2 separate regions of the Ovis aries genome follow, and region 1 is linked to region 2. A link is a contact called in public Hi-C data. All regions are on one chromosome and are shown on one strand. Each heading gives the region's core, a stretch centred on a gene start, on an enhancer-like site or on the middle of the called end of the contact. The rest is flanking DNA. Distances are from core to core; before and after follow the strand shown.

Region 1 (5,135 bases), core at 1,688-4,187, 300 kb after region 2:
ATTTAATGCACAAGTATTAAATGTGAATCATTGTTTTAATAATTGATTTCATCCAAAAATAGTAAAAACCCTAGTAACATTTTCCAAAATACCTTTTTGATAACCACATCTCTTTAAAAAAAAAAAAAAAGATGTCTAAATCATTTAGCTGAATGATCTATTAGGTTTTGTGATTTCAAGGAGGACTCAAGGTCATAAACTTTGGCTCCTTGTTTTCCAAAGTGTTGCTTATGAACCCATTTCAGAATCCCTAGCTCAACACACAGATGGTTGTCTTACATCTGAACCTACTGATTCAGACTCCCTTGAGTTTTGGGGCCCTAAAATCAGCAATTTTTAAAATGCTCTTCCAGGTGGCTTTATTATGCATAATATAGTTCTGGAAATAATTACTATCAAGACAACAAATATGAATTCTTCTAAGTTGTTCTGATTCTAGTCAACCTTTCTGGCCTCTTTCAGACGCAGTAAGTTGCTCCATCCTTAGGTTCTCTGATGGTTCCACTCATTAGGTTCACTTTATTTACACCACTTACCATGTGGGTCACAATTTATCTGTTAACAATATATTGGGTTGACCCAAAAGTGTGTTCGTGATTTTCTGTAAGATGTAATGGAAAGACCCCTGCGAATTTTTTTGGCCAATCCAATAGTTCCCCTCTATTGGAATTGATATATATACACTATTGATACTATGTATAAAATAGATAACTAATAGGAACCTACTGTATATCACAGGGAACTCTCCTTAATGCTCCCCGGAGACCTAAGTGGGATGGAAATCCAAAAAAATGAGGATACTGTGTATATGTATAGCTGATTCACTTTGCTGTACAGTAGAAACAACATTGAAAAGCAACTATACAATAAAACATTTTTTAAAAGAACATACATATGAATCTTTATAAAACTATATATATATGTATATATATTTCCCTCACTAAACCTGTGAGCTCTTCATGGGAAGGAGTTATGGTTTTTGTTTTTGTGTGTCTAGCCCAACAATATCCAATGAACAGCAAGAGCTTAATGAATTTGGTTAAATGAATAAGCAAACGTATGAAGTATACAGTTCTAAAAAAAAGCATGTGGCTTCCACTTGTGCTCAGAGTGAGGAACCTTATGTAGTACCAATTCCAAATATGATTAAATTAACATCAAAGTAATGTCTAATAATCAGTTAAAATTTAGGGGCTGGGAGAAATCGAATTTTTTCAAAATTCTGCAAATACCTTTTAAACTTTGACTTTCCTGAAAAACTATTTCAGTCTTAAATGCCAGAGTGTTTTAAAATAGAAGAATTTTTATATGTGAGTTTTGGAAAAAAAGAAAAATTGAAAATGACTAACAAAATTTTATACTGTTCAGCCTTAGACTTTCTCCAGGCTGTCACTGAGCAGAAACTACTGACAAAACTAGAACCTTGAAAGGAAATATATACTGTACACCCATCTTCAGTGCCATATTCCAGGGTAAAAGGCTGACTCAGGCAGGGAAAGTTATTGCTCAGAAAGATAGATCCGTCGTTGTTGTTCAGTCGCTAAGTTGTGTCCAACTCTCTGCGCCCCCATGGACTGCAGCCTGCCAGGCCTCCCTGTCCTTCATCGTCTCCCGAAGCCAAAAGATATATCCTTGGGTTCTAGCTAAAGTAAAATAAACCATGTATATTTTGCTTCAAATCATAACATAACACAAATTAAAAGTTTAAAGAAATAGAACAGAATGAATAGTCAGTACATAAACTATCTAATAATTATTCCAGTAAATTATTGTCATACGGTTTAAAATTAAAATCAGAATTTAATCCACATACATTTGGGTAACCTGCATACATTGGCTAAGAACAGAAAATTCAAGCAGTATGTCTGAGATGTAATTTTAGTCAAGAACTCTTTAGGCATCTTTTATTTCTCTTTAGTAAGTTAGCCAAAAAAGTTCATTCGGGAAAAATGTGAGTGAACCTTTTGGCCAACCAATATTTACTTGAAAGATTTTAAACCATGAATCCCCTCCTTGACCCTGTCTTCTCAAGGTGGCTACCTTCCATTCATTTCTGGAAGCGCAGCTGAAGTGTTACTTCCTCTGTGAAGCCTACCCTAAATTTCCAGGTCAAATTAATGAGTCTCTCCTCCGTGCCTACCTAGTCTGTTGGGTCCTGGCCAGTATTACACATACTATAACTCTATGAGTTATTCACCTGCCGAAATAACTAACAAAACGACACGCTCTCAAAGGGCAGCAGCTGCGTCTTACACTCTTAGTACCTCCACTCTCTGGAGGACTACTAGAACCTGGACAGGAGTTTACCAGGATTTTCCAGAGATGAATGCCCAGTGTAGTAATCAAAAGCTGTGGGCAAGAGAGGCTTAAGCAAAATGAAGAAGTGGCAACTGACAGAAAAACACGGATTAAAAAGCATCTTTGGGGAGGATTTCTCTTCTTGCCCATGAAGGATTACCTGCTATTATGCCTTCCATAGACAGTTAGAAAACCAGAGAAAATACGCAAAACACTCTTTTCAGATATTGTGTAACAGGCAGTGTGCTACTGTGAGCCCCGTGAGAAGGGAGACAAGTGGGCTCTATTGCTTCCCCAGCTTCCTGCTGGAAGGCAGCTCCCAGGATGCAAACCAGGGAGCAAGAGCAGCCACAGTGAGCTGAAGAGGGACAGAGCTTGCCAGGATGAAGATGTCTAGCACTTACACGACAGAAGATGGGAGGGGAGGGTATTCCATGAGCACACTCTGGAAGAGTGCACAGGGCACCCCCAAACACTTGGCACTAACCTAACAATTTATGGGCTGAAATTTCACAAGGTTGGAGAAAGGCCCAGGACAGCAGTAAGCCAAATAATTTCTGAAACTCACATAGGGCTCAGAGTAGTTCATGTTCCCAGCAGCCAGAGTGGAAAGATGTCATAATACACAAGGCAGTAGGCAGCATGATCAGAAGGGTACTGCCTTGTGAGGGAGGCTTAATAAACCAGGCTAGGCTGCTCTAGATGAGACTTAACCAAACTCAAAAGCAAGCCTAGAAAGAACCAAACTGATGACAACTAATGCCAGAACCAAGTCCAACATCCTTTAAAGGAATCAAAATCCAGCATCTAAAGACAAGATTTACAATGTTTGGCATATGGTAAAAAAATTTCCAGGCATGAAAAAAGTAGGAAAATGGGAAAATGTGACCTGGGAAAGCTCATTCGTTTAGGAAAAAAGAAAGATCCAGAAATGATAGACTGACAAGAGTTAAGAGTTAATATAAAAATATCTGATATGTTCAAAAAAGAGACAAATGAACATAAGCACGATAAAGAAATGGAAGTGTTTTTTTAATAGGGGGAAGTAAAATCAAAAGCTGAAAAACACAATTATCTGAAATTAAATACATTTCCCCTCATAGCTCAGTCAGTAAAGAATCTGCGTGCAATGCATGCGACCTGGGTTCGATTCCTGGATTAGGAATATCCCGTGGAGAAGGAAATGGGAACCCACTCCAATATTCTTGCCTGGAGAACCCCCTGGGCTGAAGAGCCTGGCAGGCTACAGTCCATGGAGTCGCAACAGTCAGACACGCAACAGTCAGACTAAATCACCACCACCACCAAAAATACGTTGGATGGGATTGAGGGCAGCACAGACACAACAGAAAAAAAGACCACTGGACCTGGAAACATAGCAATAAAAGCTATCCAAAGCAGGACAGAAAGAAAAACAACTAAAACACCAAAAATGGTGCATCGGTGTGAGAAAACACCAAAACTAGTCAAACACAGAAACTGGGAAAGGCAAGAACAGGAAAAATACTGAAGAAATAATGGCCAAAGTATTTGCTAAAAAGCTATAAACCTTCAGATCAAAGACCATGTGGAGCCCATAAGCATGAACTCATCCTTTTCAATATATATCTGCTCAGTTCAGTTGCTCAACTGTGTCTGACTCTTTGTGACCCCATGGACTGCAGCACGCCAGGCTTCCCTGTCCATCACCAACTCCTGGAGCTTGCTCAAACTCATGTCCATTGAGTCGGTGATGCCATCCAACCATCTCATCCTCTGACGTTCCCTTCTCCTCCTGCCTTCAATCTTTCCCAGCATCAGGGTCTTTTCATACGAGTCAGTTCTTTGCATCAGGTGATGAAAGTACCGGGAGTTTCAGCTTCAGCATCAGTCCTTCCAAAGAATATTCAGGGCTGATTTTATTTAGGATTGACTGATTTGATCTCTTTACAGTCCAAGGGACTCTCAAGAGTCTTCTCCAACACCACAGTTCAAAAGCATCAATTCTTCGGCGCTCGGCTTTCTTTGCAGTCCAACTCTCACATCCATACACGACTATTGGAAAAACCACAGTCTTGACTAGACAGACCTTTGCTGGCAAAGTAATGTCTCTGCTTTTGAATATGCTGTCTAGGTTGGTCATAGCTTTTCTTCCAAGGAGCAAACGTCTTTTAATTTCATGGCTGCAGTCACCATCTGCAGTGATTTTGGAGCCCAAGAAAATAAACTCTGTCACTGTTTCCATTGTTTCCCCATTTATTTGCCATGAAGTGATGAGACCAGATGCCCTGATCTTAGTTTTTTGAATGTTGAGTTTTAAGCAAACTTTTTCCCTCTCCTCTTTCAATATATATAAGTAAATATAAAAATAAATACTGATGTTAATGTGTGAGTTTGTATATATACACATGTGTATATTTCCTGCTTAAACACTGAGAAGGTATGGAAGCGGTTTCTAAACACCCCTCTCCACTGAAAGAACAGCACTCCTAAAGAAATACTCAGTTCTAGTGCTGGGGCCAGAGAAGAACAAAGTAACTCCGGAACATTATAATGTGCCAGAAATTAAAAATATGCTCAAAGAATAATGAGAGCACATGAAAAGAACACAGGAAGCTAAACTGACAGTATTTCAACTGGCCAAATTTGGAGCATTTTGAGATTGAAAACGAATAGTCGTCCCTTGGTGTCCATGGAGGCACTAATTCCAGGACTCTGACAGTTACCAAGTCCCTGGATGCTCAAGTCATTTATATAAACTGGTGTAATATTTGTACATAACCTACGCAGTGCTCCCATATACTTTAAAACATCTCTAGATTACTTATAGTTTCTAATACAATGCAAATACTATGGAA
Region 2 (4,732 bases), core at 685-3,184:
TTTTCATCACATGTAAATGAACCAGTAGTCTCAAAGGATTGGTAGCTCTGTATCAACTCTTCATCCAATTTCCATTCTCTATTTCCATTAGCACCATCTCATCATGTGCAATAAAAGCATTCAGTTTCTTTTACAGTTGTTGACTGCCTTGACAAAGTAAGCAGTGTTTATGAGTCAGTCTTAATCACCTTAATAAGTGAACAAAGAATCAATTCAGCTTATCTACATTTCTTTTCCTTCACGAAAAAAACATCAATTCAATCCTGCTTAGAAAACTGGCTATCACCTTACCTCAACCGAATGAGTGCAACCTTAGATAATGGAGCAGGACTTTTAAGTTCCTTCTGACTTTGGTACCAATTGTTGCCTTAAAAGTATCCAAATTGCTACATTTACTACATTTTACTATTACGTCAAATATGAGAAAAATCTAGAGGTTAACTTTTTAAGGTTAAGGCTCTCTGAGAACCATGGTGGAAGTGCCCAGAGCCTTGAAAATTTGGCCCCATTTGCACACATGTACATACTTTTCCCTTACTTAATTTCACGACCTAAAAATCTCACCTTCCTTTTGTAGAAAGTTTCTTCTATTACAAATTAAAGTCTTCAAATTATTTGAAATCTAACAAATAGTCCCATAAAACGTCCAAATTGTAAACAGCAAACTCAAAGATACAGATGCTATTATCCAACTCAAAGATACAGATCTAGGTTTAGCTGAATCTACCAGCAACTGAAGGCCGTTTAGAGCACATTAAAATTCACCATTAGGAACTCTTCCATCAAAAATACGTTAAAAAAAAATTTAACTTGCCTTGTTTTCAAACGGATCTAGCCATATCTATAATATAACCAAAGTTTCACCAGATCTTCTCATCTTGTATCATAGCCTTCTAACCCATTTGAAACTGATTTTGAAGGGAACTTAAAGCCATTTTTTAAAAATTTGCTTGTTGGTTGGTGCTTTTTCCGGCTATTGCTTCTAGAGTCACCAGTTTTTAGTTTCAAAATTTGCATGGCTGCCTTCTTGACTCTGCTGCAAGAGACATTCTTAATCATGGAGGTATTGCTCGAAATTTAAGTAAGATGGGCTTAAGCGTTAGGGTTATTTGCATCTTTTCCATTACAGAGCCCATATTTTTAACAAGTACCTAAATTCCACCTCCGCTTTGGGCCTTAGAGTTGCTGCTTACCAATTCTTAGTTATTTAAGAGTGGCACTATCACGTTCATTACCTTCAGTACACGACAGATCTGACAAGACAACGGTTTCTGAGTGTTCAAGAGCTTTCATTACCGCTCGTATTTTCCCTGGTTTCAGGCTTACACTTAACCTGTCCTGGTATCAACCTCCCATCCGTGTCCCCGGCCTACAACTACACCCCAGAACGTGTCCTTACACGCCAGGCTCTCGAGGCGGGACCCAGCGGCCGTCCGAGGTAGTAAACAAAGCCTAGCGCATGCGCAGTGGCGAAGGGCGTGTAACCTGGTTTGCTAGCAGCCAATAGGATTTTTCGTACAGTAAAAAATGGAAAAACAAGAATCTCCACACCGCTCTAAGGTGATACAGTGGTTGGCTTCTTCTGTTTTTACATACTTCTGACTTTTGTTTCTGAGGAACTTGTGGGGCCTTCGAGGCGTCGCAAGAAGCCCTTCCTAGAAGGGAAAACAGCCGCTGGCATGTTGCCTATTTCTAGCCTCGTTTGTTCTCGCCGTGGAGTCTTGATATTTTTAATTTGATTACAGCATTAAATCACTGCACTTGGTGGAGGGGAGGGGAGAAAAAAACCCTACTCTCCGGTCTGGCTCAAACATCGCGAGATTTGCCTGCGCGAAGAGCAACCCCGCCCCCCACAACTGTATGCGGTTGCGCATGCGCCTGACTAAATTTTTTTTTTTTTTTTTTTTAAGCGCGAAAACATTTTGAAACTTTTTGGTGAATAACAGTCAAGCTAGTTTGACCCTCGAGAAAGGTCGGAGGATAATTTACGTTGACGCGATGGATTCAAGCACACAACACTACTTTGCTCGAGATTTTGCAGTAACTACTCCACATGCTCGTACGGTGGTTCCTCTTTTCCTTACTGTGCGTCTGCCGTGAATTCTCTGAGAATTCAGCGAATCGAATAATGAAGGAGTGGACATGGGAGAGTCGTTCAGGCTTTAAAACCAGAGTGATGGGCTTTATGTATTTGGAAAGATAACCCTGGGCGCGACAGAAGGAATAAATTTTTAAGGACCGTGAAAAAAAAATCTTTTTTTTTTTCCTGGAGACCAAGAGGGATTGTGAAGTAAGGTAATGCAGAGGGGAGGAGAAGATGGGAAAATAGAAGCGGTGAAGGCAGGCAGTAACTACACAGCCCAGTGGAGAGGGGAAACTAGGAAAACAGAGCTCTTGGTAGTGGAGGAGTGTTCCCCAACACTACTTTTTTTTTTTTTTGCACCAGGGACTAGTGTGGAAGACAGTTATTCCATGGTGGGTGGGGGACAGGGGATGGTTTCAGGATGAGTCAAGCTCATTACATTTATTGTGAACCTTATTTCTATCATGATGGCATCAGCTCCACCTGAGATCATCCGGCATTAGAGCCTGAAGGTCGGGAACTCCTGCAGTAGAGAACGCTTCCCATCAGATAGTGTGAAGATGTTCGTGTTTGTAAACAGAAAGACAGAAATGCCCCCATATTTAGTTCCTCTTGAGTACGGTGGAAGTTGGGGAGTCCCTAAGTGAGTGGGCCAAGGAGGATTCTAGAAGCCAGAGTCCTGAGCAAGGACTGAGGTTGGGATGAGGAAGTAGAGGAGTTGGGAATTCTGGGAGCATCTTGGCAGAACTGACTAATCTGACTTCTTTCTCTCTCAGGATACGTGGGTCACCTGGGCGAGCATTCAGTTTCTTCCTGCAGTGTTCTGGCCCTGTGGGTCCCTTCAGCCACACCTCAGGCAGGATGCAGTGTGGATTTCATGGAGTGGAATGGTGGAACTGAGCTATCAAGACACCAGCTTGTTACAAAAGTACATACATTCTGCTTTTTAGCCTCCAGAGTCACTTGGTATGAGAGTACATCTTGATATTGGCAGCAATCTCTAGTCAACTTTTGATTTGGAATATATTTTGATTTTTTATGTACTGTCTGGAGTACAAGGCAGAGGAACGATGCACTATGTGATTTTAGTCGACCAGCAAAGGAATTGCTTGTAGGTAAGCAATATAGCTTCATCTGTAAGAAACACTCAGTATAGAAAGCCACAGGACTTAAGTTAGCAGTGAAGGAGAAGGATCCAGGTATCAATCAATAGAATGGAAATGCTTCATTAAGAAAGGTCCAGTCCTGGTAGTCCCCTATCAGGAAGTTCTCCCTAGAGCAGTTCACTTCATTTGGGAGCCTATAGTATAGCCTAGGAAACGGCAACCCACTCCAGTATTCTTGCCTGGAGAATTCCATGGACAAAGGAGCCTGGCAGGCTACTGTCCATGGGGTGACAGAGTTAGACATGACTGAGCAATTAACACTAGTGTAACCTAGTAACGGGGCCACATGTGTGTCATTCATGAAAATGTCCGGAAAAAAAAAAACCTACGCATGCAATAGAATAGGGTTTCTGCATTGATGCCTTCGTATTTTGGTTTTAGGGAGTGGGATCATCCAACTGTAAGAGGTGTGATCTCTCAGTACGGTGTTGCAGAAAGGGTATAGAACTGAGAATCAGACCTGGAGTTTGATGCTAAGGTATGACAGTCTCTCTGTGTGACCTCTCTGAGTCTCGATTTTCCTGTGTGTCAAATTAGAACAGTAGTGTCTTCTTCATAGGATGACTGTAAAGATGAAACAAAATATTGTTGACAACTGCATGAGTTACTAGCATAACTTATAGTGTATATTTAACAAATAAGAGTTTCTGCCTTGAGCGTCCCACCATTTATGCCTGCCATCTCCTCACCAAAATGTGCATGCTCAATGTAGCATCTGTATTCAAAGAACCTGAGGCTAGATTCTTTACCTTGCCTGCACATTAGAATCATCTGGGGAGCTTTAGAAAGTCCTAGTGTCCAGGCTTCACCTTCAACAATTCAATCAGAATCTCTGGAAGTAGAACCCAGATATCAGTATTTTGTTAAAGCTCCTCATTCTGCTGCCAAGGTTGAGAACCACTGCTCTGACTACACAAGTGGTGCTGTCGGTACTTTCAAATGAGAATAGTGAGAATCAAGGCTGTGTTTGTCGCCTCTCAGTGAGTAGAGAATCACTTGGACAGGGAAGGATGGCATGTGTGGGTCACGAATTTGAATTTATAAGAGAAAGGGCACTTTCTTTAGGTTTCTAGGGATATAAGTAATTCAGAAGTTGAAACCACCATACTACTGCTGTTATTGATGCCAGGATATTGTGATTATTGGCAGGCTCGGCAGTGGAGAGTTCATGGAATTAAAAAAAAAAATACACACTAAGACGTCAGTCATTTCCTCTGCCAGTCGCTTCCTCCCCTTCCCTGTCCTTCCTCCTTATAATATTTGCCAATCTGTTAGAGAGCATTGAGGGGGAAGCACAAGAGCTCTGCTCCATCGCAGTGCCTCCAGCTGATTTGATCCACTTTATATCTGACTTTGTTGTTGTTGCTCAGTAGTGTCTGACTCTTTGCAACCCCATGAGCTACAGCAAGCCAGGCTTCCCTGTACTTCACTATCTCCTGGAGTTTGCTCAAGCTCATGTCCATTGAGTCAGTGATACCATCCA

Evidence for each region. A called contact is a pair of places that touch in the nucleus more often than the background predicts.
Region 1: a Hi-C map of tail adipose tissue shows a contact between it and region 2, with 7 times the contacts expected there. The contact joins the enhancer-like site here to the promoter of GPR19 in region 2. A contact is called at or near these places in 2 of 16 Hi-C or Micro-C datasets (hypothalamus and tail adipose tissue).

Annotation. Positions count from the first base shown.
Region 1 is chr3:203,094,379-203,099,513 of ARS-UI_Ramb_v3.0, forward strand. The region is part of intron 2 of BORCS5 (BLOC-1 related complex subunit 5); the gene reads right to left. Among named protein-coding and RNA genes, the nearest start is that of BORCS5, 13 kb to the right of the region's middle. Within about 2 kb of position 2,938, at least 6 of the 54 cell types and tissues checked have an H3K27ac peak or open chromatin away from gene starts, as enhancers often do. A contact at or near this core is called in tail adipose tissue, where this site is marked.
Region 2 is chr3:202,799,309-202,804,040 of ARS-UI_Ramb_v3.0, forward strand. It overlaps GPR19 (G protein-coupled receptor 19), which reads left to right and starts at 1,935. Exons shown (of 4, transcript XR_009600284.1): 1 at 1,935-2,295; 2 at 2,860-3,198.